2 separate regions of the Mus musculus genome follow, and region 1 is linked to region 2. The links are chromatin contacts, called in public Hi-C maps. All regions are on one chromosome and are shown on one strand. The core of a region is the stretch at or near the end of the contact, and the rest is flanking DNA. Distances in the headings are between cores, read along the strand shown. Region 1 holds the start of Faap100 (Fanconi anemia core complex associated protein 100). Region 2 overlaps Bahcc1 (BAH domain and coiled-coil containing 1).

Evidence for each region. A called contact is a pair of places that touch in the nucleus more often than the background predicts.
Region 1: a contact with region 2 is called in a Hi-C map of the N1E-115 cell line, with 1.8 times the contacts expected there. The contact joins the promoter of Faap100 here to the enhancer-like site in region 2. A contact is called at or near these places in 1 of 39 promoter capture datasets (neural stem cells), 1 of 15 datasets of contacts at CTCF or cohesin (pro-B cells), 9 of 484 Hi-C or Micro-C datasets (CD4 T cells, CD8 T cells, the G1E-ER4 cell line and 5 more), 1 of 115 datasets of contacts at active chromatin or transcription factors (pancreatic cancer cells) and 3 of 9 other capture datasets (adipose tissue, liver and pancreatic islet).

What each region holds. Positions count from the first base shown.
Region 1 is chr11:120,375,910-120,380,899 of GRCm38.p6, reverse strand. Faap100 (Fanconi anemia core complex associated protein 100) reads left to right here and starts at 2,154. Exons shown (of 10, transcript NM_027980.2): 1 at 2,154-2,358; 2 at 2,454-2,572; 3 at 3,239-4,194. The coding sequence starts at 2,194. Nploc4 (NPL4 homolog, ubiquitin recognition factor) reads left to right here. Exons shown (of 17, transcript NM_001195023.1): 17 at 1-1,102.
Region 2 is chr11:120,258,382-120,263,393 of GRCm38.p6, reverse strand. It overlaps Bahcc1 (BAH domain and coiled-coil containing 1), which reads right to left. Exons shown (of 28, transcript NM_001347621.2): 3 at 4,143-4,322. Among named protein-coding and RNA genes, the nearest start is that of Gm11772, 23 kb to the right of the region's middle. Within about 2 kb of position 1,758, at least 199 of the 459 cell types and tissues checked have an H3K27ac peak or open chromatin away from gene starts, as enhancers often do. A contact at or near this core is called in CD8 T cells, the N1E-115 cell line, bone marrow-derived macrophages and 5 more, where this site is marked.

The DNA.
Region 1 (4,990 bases), core at 905-3,404, 120 kb before region 2:
CCATTCATCTTTGTCTACAAAGTTAATTACGTTCTCATGTTCTGGCATCCACATAATTCTTGTTTTCTCTGACTTATAGCTAAAGAAATTTTTGTGGTTTCTCTGCTTATGGTTTTGAGTTACTCTTTGTTCAGTAATGCACTTTATTTTATTGTCCAAAGAGAGTCAAGCTAAAGCTACCACCTTGGGGTGAGCCCTACAGAAGGTTCAGACCCGGGCAGCTCAGCTACCTCCTTCTACATGGAGGTGGCCCTGGTCCCACCTCTAATCCCTACTGTCATCAGGCACTACAGCCCAAAAAGAGGTGCTTGTGAGCACACCCACCCAAGTGAACCCAGTGGCTGCCATGGTCCTCTTCAGGCTCAGAGATGGGTCTAGCCCTGGCCTTGCTCTGATCAGCCTGCTCCTGGGGCATGGGTGCTCCCGCTTCTGCTCTGCTTGGGCTCACAGGTATGCACTGGCTGGGTGTGGATGAGTATTTTTCTGACCCCAGCCCTGCAGTGGAACCTAATAAAAGCACCTGAAGCGATTGTCCTGCTCCCAGTGCATTGTTCCTGTGCCCAGAACCACAGTCCACCGGTGTGGCATGGATGTGTTGCCTTGTAAGGACAGTCCTGAGTGTTAGAACCTGGTGTGCAGAAGATAAACTGACGATGCTTCCAACCCTGGAGGTGACTCCGATGCTGCAAAGAATTCATCTCCCACTTGTTTCCACTCAAGGTGTCTTCAGAGCAGCCTGGGGCTTGGGCTCAGATCTGTTTCAGAGACCACTCAGAAATGATAAAATAGGTCCAGGCTTCACCCTTGGGTTAAAGTTGGTTTTTGTTTTTTTGTTTTCACTTAATTTACAGCTGGGCATAGTGGTCTGTGCCTTTATTCCCAGTACTCTGGAAGCACAGACAGGCTACAACTATAAAGCCTAAGAAATAAATATTTGGGGCTGGGGGGTGTCCAGTTCCAGACAGAGCTTTTTGTTTTTTGTTTTGTTTTGTTTTCATAAGCGTTGCTGTTGTAGAACTAGCTTTGTAGACCAGCCTGGCCTTGAACTCAGATCCACCTGCCTCTGCCTCCTGAGTGCTGGGATTAAAGGTGTATACCACCACACAGCTTTTATTTATTTAATCGTATGCTTTTGTACACATAAATACCTTAGTAAAAGATGTAGGAGCCCCTGGAGCTGTTGGGGGTTGTGAGCTTCCCTATGTGGATGCTGGGAATCAAACTTGGGTCTTCTGCAAGTACAGCGTGTGCTCTTACGGCTGAGCCGTCTCTCCAGCCCCAGGATGTTGTTCTGACATCTACACTAGGGTTACACTATGCTCTCTAAGTTCACAGGACGTTTTGTGCCTGGTTGTGACCCCACACACCTTTGTAGATTTGTCCGCTGTAATTTTCAGATGAACGTTCTTTTAAGAGTCAAGGTTGCCTGCGCTGGCTCCGAACTCAAGTATTCCTGCCTTCAGCCCTCCGAGTAGCTGCCACTTCAGAAGCATAGGCAGTGGTGTCTAGTTTCTGATGAGTGCTCTGGAAGAGTAGTATTTCATCTTGTACTTGGAGCCTCATTCCAGGGTAGGATTCTCCGCCTGCTCCCTCAGGGAGCCCCAAGAAGAGCTGTCATTGAAGAAAATGTGGTTTCCCTTAGACCCAGCTCATTAGGGTTTTCAGCATCCTCTGCTGTAGAATCACATCCTGCCGCGTTCATGAGTGGAGCAAAGGCTCTTCTGGATGGCTGGCCTGAAGCACCTTTTTCCCTATCAAGGGACTGAATGGTGTGCTGTGCCACCCTACTCCTGAAACCCCGTGCTATACGGGTGGTGCTCTCAAGTGCTGTCACAAAACGGTGCCAGGGCAAGTGCTGCATACAAGCCTTGCACCAGAGCAACCTCTGCTCAACAGGTAGGTGATCCGAGGCAAGGGCCCTGACGCGGGCCCCAGTGAACTTGCAGGACTGCATTATTTGGCTACCCTCTGGCTTTGTGCCTCCCGTTGTGGCTCTTTGCTAAGCCACGGTGTTTGGGGGCGTTCCCGCCCTCTAGCGGACCGTAGAGCAACTGTCCCCGCCCCTGCAGCAGGCTCCGGCCACGCCTCCGCAGCGGCCGCTTTACGGCGGAGGCCGCGCCGCGCCGTGGGCGGCCGTAAAGCCTGGAGGCGGCACCGCCCCTCCGGGCTGAGCTCTGGCCCGGCGCCCGCAGGATGGCGGGCGCTTCCTCGCGCGTGCACTACCTGTCGGACTTCTGCTGCCCGCTCGGAGGCCGAGCGGCGGGGAAGCCGTTTGTGCTGCGGCATGAGGCTGAGGTCTTTCTGTCCACCGGACGCGAGTTCGTCTATGTGTATGACCAGGAGGGCGGGCTGCTGACGGTGAGCGGAGGGCGGGAGGGCGGGCGGGCGGCGCCGTTCCGAGGTGAGCCGGGGCCGCGTGTGCCCTCGCCTGACCTCGCTCTCCTGGCGCCCAGGCGGTGTACCAGTTTCCCGACCAGGTATGGCACCTGCAGCTCCTGGCCATCCGCAGGGCACTCTACGTCCTGTGTGCCCGGACTGGCATCTACTGCCTGTCGTTGGACTCGCTGGACAGGTGAGGGGGCGTGGCCCCACGCGGCCGGCCAGTGACAAGTCGGGTCCCCAGGGAGGCCGGCTTTCATGTCCTCCTAGTTGTGAGAGGTTTGTCCCAGTAGTAGTCCCTTTGACGGCCACTGACAACACACTGGGGTAGGAAGCAGAGGACTGCGGTCTAGGCCGCCCATTCCCGCTCTCTAGTACCTGTGCATATGCAGGCGTGGCAGTTGTGTCTGCTTTTGTGAAGTTCTTAGCTGTTGAGGCTCAGGTAGTGAAGTCTGCAACCAGGAGCACCGCTATCACTGCCCTCCGGTGCCTGGCAAGACCTCTTGGAAGTGGGTCTCAGAAGACGGTGTCTCTGGCAAGCAGTGAGTGGCAAAAGCTCGTGTCCCTTGGCTTGTGCTGGAAGAACTCACCGTGCACAGCCCAGGCAGCCTTGGGAATAGTTCCCAAGCTGCCTCGATCTGCAGAGCTATGTTTCTGGCTGATCCTGTGTCAAGCGTGTGTGTGTGTGTGTGTGTGTGTGTGTGTGTGAGAGAGAGAGAGAGAGAGAGAGAGAGAGACCTACCTGCTGAATGGCCTGTGATGTCTCCTGCCTAGCCTACTCAGAGCAAGTCAGGTTACTGCTGAGCACGGTGTGAGTCTACCCCACCCAATACTGACTATGCTTCCATTGTTCCTGAAGGTCTGGGAGCCAGGCCTGTGAGGACAAAGAGGAAGCGGCTCCCCCCTACCCTGTGATCCATGTGGACCCGGATGCGTGTGTCCTCCCTGACGCTGCCCTCTGTGCCTTCACCGTGCTGGATGATATGCTGGTCACCCTGGCACAGGGCCCCACCCAGTGGAAGATGCAGCTGTTTGAGCGTCCCTGTGCAGGGGAGGAGCCTCTGCCCAGAGGCCAGATTGGTGAGGTGGAGTTGTCCACTTGCACCCCACCAGGTGGGGTGCCAGAGAAGCCTGCAGCCCCCCGCTTCCTGCCCGTGCTGTGCTGCGTGTTCCCACCAGACTCCAGGGCACCTCATGGTCACCCCCAGGGCTGTGGGTGCTTCACGCTGGAGGAGGCTCTCTTTGGTCTACTCTTTGGAGTCGATGCCACCCTCCTGCAGTCCCCTGTGATCCTCTGCGGTCTCCCTGATGGCCAGCTTTGTTGTGTGGTCCTGAAGGCCTTGGTTACTTCTGGGTTAGCCCCTGGTGACCCAAAGGTCCTGGTCAAGATCCTCCACCACCTAGAGGAGCCTGTGATCTTCATTGGGGCTTTGAGGGCAGAGCCACACGAGGAGGAAGCAGCAGGAGAGCTGCTGCCTGGCCAGCATGAACACTCTGACTGCCTAGTAGCCCTTGGTCACCAGGGCCGGACACTGGCCATCAAGGCCAGCTGGAGTGAGTCAGGGAATCTGGTGCCGGAGCTGCGTGAGTATTGCCTCCCAGGGCCTGTGCTCTGTGCTGCCTGTGACAGGGATGGCCACGTGTACCACAGCACTCCCTCAGACCTCTGTGTGGTAGACTTGACTCGGAGAGACAGTCCTTGGAACCCTGAGAAGCCAGACGGGGCCATAGGAGGTCTACCCTCTGTGCTGTGCCCAGCCAGCTTGAACATCTGCAGCGCCCTGGCTCTGTGTGTGACAGCAAGGGCACCTACAGGTATGAGCTGCCATTCGTCATCATAGAGGCGCAGGACAGGCTCCTCCCTGACGGTCTCTTCCCTCAGCTGTCCTTCTTCCTTGCCTTTTTGTTTGGTGAGACTTTTGCTAATTCAGCAGGTATGGGCCTTCCTCATCAGGCTCATCACAGACCAGAAGTTCACTCACTCCTGTCTTGGGGTCAAGGACCTTTGTATGTGTGTCCTCCCTGGAACACGGCTGTGGCCCCTCAGTTGGGCGGGCGCCACAAGCATACGGCTTGTGGGGTTGGTTTAAGAGCATCTCCCACAGCAGCTTTCAAATCGGGTCAGGCCAAACCCCCACATGTCCTCTGAGAGCTCAAGGAGCCTGCTTTAGCTGCTGTGTGGCCTGTTTATGAGCCATTCAGAGGGTGTCTCGAAGCTCTCTAAGGAAGCCTTAGCTAGGTTTGCCTGACTCTGGCATGAGAGGAAGACATCTCTCCCCTCCCCCAGTGTCTTCCCATTAAGATCAGCTAAGAGTATATTAAAGCCTGCTACAGAAAACATTTAACAAGAGAAAAAAAAAAAAAAAAAAAACGCTTAGAAGGAAAGACCCAAACCACTTCAGGTGAGGGGCCGTAGCCTAAGACCAGGATACCTATGAACTGACTTCCAGCTACTAACCTGCCCACTTCGGGGTCCATGTTAAGAGCTGTGTTGGGGGATGGGGAAGCGAGCAGACCCTTGGCAGGGGCAGGGCAGGAGGACATGGTAGAGATGTTAGAGATTGAAGCAAGCAGAACTCAGCCTCTAGGGCACTTTTCTTTAGAAGGCTCA
Region 2 (5,012 bases), core at 509-3,008:
CTGCAGGTTGCAGTGAGGCTGGCTGGAGATATTCTAACAAGTAGGACTTCCTCATTTCCAGAGGCTCCTTGTGGATAAGGGTGCGGACAGAAAGGGGACACTTCACTCATAGAGACCGCAGGTGCACAGATGGCCCAGGCGGTTAGGTGTGTGTGCCCCTCCTGCAGAGGACTCAAGCTCTGTTCCCAGCATCTGTATCTGATGGCTCACAACTACCTGTCACCTAGCTCCAGGAGACCCAATGCCCTCTTCTGGGCTCCATGGGCACCTGTACCCACATAGAGAAACCCATTCGTACACATAATTAAAAATAAATCTTAAAAAAAAAAAAATTAAAAAAAAGGAGAGATTGCAGGGTGCAATGGCTCATTCCCACAGCGGCAACGAGGAGGCAGAGATCAAGGGATCATTGCAATTTAGAAACCAGATTCGTCTTCATAGCAAGTCCTGAGCCAGCCAGAGTTACATGGCAAGTCTGTTTCAAGAAAACTAAATGGAATAGAAAAAAGAATGGGAGCGACATCCAGGGTCTGAAGAAATAGCGTTAGGGTACGCGCAGCCACTAGGGGGCAGTACCAGGGGATGGAGTCTGATGGGCCACCCATGAGGGTGGATGTGGGATAGGACCTGTCTCCTGGATGGACATGTTCCAGCCCCTGCTTGCTTGCCCCTGTGGTAAGTTTTGGAGCCTCCTAAGGTACTGAGGGAGACAGGCAGCTGGAGAAACGAAGGAGTGTGTGGGGTCTGGAGGAGCAGGGTACACTTGGTGGTGGCTCCTGTCTCACTGGAATGCAGCCAGACATGGATGGAGAAGTGGCCACCAGGGTGGGTGTGGCTTTCACAGAAGCTGGCTAGGCAGGCAGCCAGTGCTGGCACGTGTACCCATGGCTCCCCCTCCAGGTGGCATAAGAGACCACGGACCAGCAGGGCTGAGTCAGCTCCAAGCTCCTGTATCCATCCCCAAGCCCCTAGCAACAGCATCTTCTTTCATTGCCCTGTGGGTGGTCCCAAGCAGGCAGGGGGGCGGATGGGGGGGGCCCTTACTGACAATAGGGCCAGCTGTGCCATGCCACACCCCAGCCCCGTCCACTCAGGCCAGGTTGGCATCTAGCCACTCACCTCTGCCCCAGGCTAGTTCTGCTGTCCACCCTACCCCAAAGCCCTGCTGTCCGTTTCTGGCAAGACACATCATCTTGGGTGAGCTAAGGGGCCAGAAGGCCTGGGGCTCAACAAGCAGATCCTGCTCTGGGCCAGATGTTCCAGGGCGGCTCCTCCAACACTAGGGTGCATCCCTTGAACCCCCAGCTGTTCCAGGCACACAGGAAGCCTGATCCCCCGCTCTACAGCTGCCTTACAGATGGTGAGGAGAGGGTGTTCTGGCTGCCTGAGAGTCCCCGTCAAAGAGTAGGAGAGCACCTACCGCTAACTCCCACATGAAGTTAGCCACTCCCTGTCAGCCCTCTCTGCCTGGCCTACCTGCCCTAGGCTCAAGCAGAAGGCAGCAGCAAGCAAGCTAAGCTGAGAGAGTCCCTGCCTCTCTCCATTCTAGAGGGGGTTTAAGGGAGCAGGAGAAGGCTAAAGCTGGGCCTCCTGGCCTATTGCCCAGGAAGCCCCCATGCTGATGGCCCCCATTCTTTGGCCCTGTCGCGTGCCCCCTGCCTGCCTTGCCCCCCACCCTCCTGTACACACATGGCCGAGAAACAGGCCCCAGCACGTGGAGCCAGCTGGCACCCCGTCAGACTAGCAGCCAGGCACGCTGCCAGGGCAGCCAGCCAGACTGCCACTCGCTCCTACCCCGCCCGCCCTGGCCTCTACCGCACAGAGCAGGCTGCACCATGTGGCCTGTCAGGGAGTAAGGCTGCAGACGTAGAAGACGGGGGAACCCCTGCGGGGAGGAGGGGGGACACCCTAGGGTTGGGAGGAGCTGATGGTGAAGAGGTAACCTGAGGCTCAGGCCTGAGAGGTATGCGCTGTCATATGACTCCAGACAGATGTGGACTTGCCGCCACTCTCGTGGGACTGGGAAGGTTGCAAGTGTGCACTTTCCACTTTGGGACCACTGCTTCTCCACATGCCTGTCTCCAGCCCCCAGTGGGCCCTGTGCTCTGCGGGGTGGAGCCCTGAACATCCTGCCTCTTGTCCTGCATGCACCCGGGATGGCCCTCCCCTACCTGACTCTGGGAACTTTGTCTTGCACCTGCCACAGTGGGTGCCCAGCAGCGGGCAAAGAGACTCCTGCTGCCCTTGGAGCTGGTCTCAGAGACAAAAGCTCTCTCCTTGTGACACAGCCAGGCCTCGAGTCAGGATGGGGGACAGAGCCGAGAACTCTCCGCAGCGCACTGCCTGGATACTGGCTTTCACCAGCCAAGTGGGCATCCTTGGGGCTTGGCCTTGGAAACAGGACCTGCAGAGGCTGGCCCTCAAGTGGGGTCTGAGGTTTGAGGGCGCTTAGGGTGGGTCATAAGCAATTTTACCAGACAACCGTTGACACAAGGGGAAGTAAATGGTTATGGGTGTCACCAGCAGGCCTCCACTCACCCTCTGGAAAGAGTGGCCCAATAGGGAACAGGACTGGACTCTAGGGCAGGTGGTGCCACCCACAAACTGCCCTTCTTGCTGGTGGTGTCTCCTGGGGTAGGATGGACAGGAAGCAGGCATGTGTGCCTACTGAGTAGGAGGTGGACAGACATTCCTGGGCACTGACGGGCCACTGCCGATTATGAGGACAGAAGTCAGGTCAGGTGGCCTGGGTATCCCAGTGCGCCTATGGTCCGTCCAGGGGATGCAGCTCTTCTTGAAAAGCCTCCATTGCCCGTTCTTCCTGCTTGGCCACCCTCATCCCTTCCTGCAAACATCCCGGGAGCCAGATGCTGTGACCAGCTAGGAGATGCCCAGCAGACACAAAAGGCTGGTCGGAGAATAGAGAGCAAGTGTTTCCTGCGGGGCCTGGGGCCACCCACAGCTGGCCAGGGAGTCTCTTACTAGGGCCCAGCTCTGCCGACCCAGTATCCACCCAGGACTCTGCTGAGAAGGCAGAGGTAGAAAGCATCACAGATGGGTCTGGGATGAAGACCCCACTCTGCTGGTTTGGTTCTCAAGACCCGGCTGGCCTACCCTCCACCCAGGAGAGAGCTGCTTCTTATCACCTGCCCAACATGTGTGCTCTGAGCAGAGCCCAAAGACCAGACTACTCGAACAACTGTCCCTCACTTGTCACCTGTCCTGTTTGGAAAACAGCCCCTTCTTGTTGCACAAAGAGAGGTTTCTCAGGCTTCCAGCAGTGCCGGGTGCTAATCTCTCAGCCTAGAACACGGGCGGGCTGTGCACCGTGTGTGGGTCCACTGCGCTCTGTAAACACGACGCCTGAGCGCAGCAGTCATTGAGTTACAGCAGTGCCTGGTGCCAGGAGCGAGAGCTCTATGTGCCCGCTGCCAACTGCAATTACCTCCCGCGTGCCAGCCAGGGAGGGGGGTTAACCCTTCCTGCACCAAGGGGGATGCACAGTCGAAGGAACACAAGTAATGACCAGGCCAGGGATGTTGGGGACCCAGGGCCACCTTCCAAGTTATAAGACCAAAGTGCAAAGCAGACCTCAGACGTCTGGACAAGGTGAGTTGTATTCTGGGAAAAGCCCGGGAGAGGCCTGGAGGTCCCAACAGGGCTCCAGAGACCACTGTTTCATGGTGTCTGAGGGCAACAGGTACCTCGGAGGTGCAGGAGTGCACCAAGTGCAAGCAAGGCTGGAGGCTGAGAAGGAGCTTCATCACAGGCAGGACTGCAGTTGGGGGCGGGAGCCACAGCGGTCTCTGCCTGCTGACAGCTCTCCTCTCCCTGTCTCCCCTTCCCAGCTGACACATCTGGAACCCATGCCTGCTTGAGTCTGAGGAGGTGGGGGCAGCCCATGGTGGAGGGCACAGCCCAGTCCGGCTGGCCCAGCTGCATTCCACATTTCTTTAGTTCCCTGGAGCCCTCCCTGCCCAACATCTGGAGCACACATCTGGCCAGGACCAGTGCCTACTGGGGCCATCCCATTTCCAACCAATTACCACCTCCCCTGAGAGCCTTCCTCAGCAGGGAGGCAACCCCCTGCCCCAGCACTCTTGACAAGGCCTGCCAGCAGGGAAGCCTGGGACCTGACTTACCTTCATGGGAGTGGGAGAACCAGATCTGAGAGGTGGCAGGGTGGGATCCTCGGTAGGCCGGCTCAGAGGGAGAGGATGTGGGGCCACTGGGGTGTGCCGACGCTGCTGAGCCCAGGCTGCTGGTGAGGAAGCTGCCCATAAAAGAGGAGGCTGGGGGGTTTCCCATCAGACGGCTGCTGGCTGTGGACAGAGGACCAGAGAGTGTGTGTGGGCACTCCATGATACAGCGTTAGAAACACAAGGCCATTCCTCAAAGCCCTCGTCCAGGGTGCCCCTCAGGTACCCTCGCTCCCACAAAGATCCAAATATGCAAAAAAACCATGGCAGGAAAGGCTGCCCACACAAGTGTCTGACAATCACACCCACTGTCCTGAGCCTCTTGAGGCTTTAGTGTCTTAGGAGTAGAACCCTGTTTCTTTAAAACCACCATCTGCACCACTACCAACCACACCACCACACTACCACTGACACACCATCACCACCCACAACCATATCACTACATCCATATTACAGCCACCACCGTCCATATCATCCCTCAACAACACCATCAAAACCTACACCACCAACATTCAACACCACCGCCGCCTACATCACCCCTCATATAGTGCTACCAGAGCCAGCCATATCACCACTGTCACTATCCACATAACTCGGCCACCATCATGTCCTCACTACCACTACCAACCAGATCACCACCAGCAACCAGACCACCACCAGCAACCAGATCACCACCAGCAGCCAGATCACTACTACCACGCATATCACCACTACCACTCACGTCACCACACCACCCCCCACATTACCACTACCACCCAGGTCATCACCACCCCAAACCAGATCACTACTACCACCCGAATCACTATCACCACC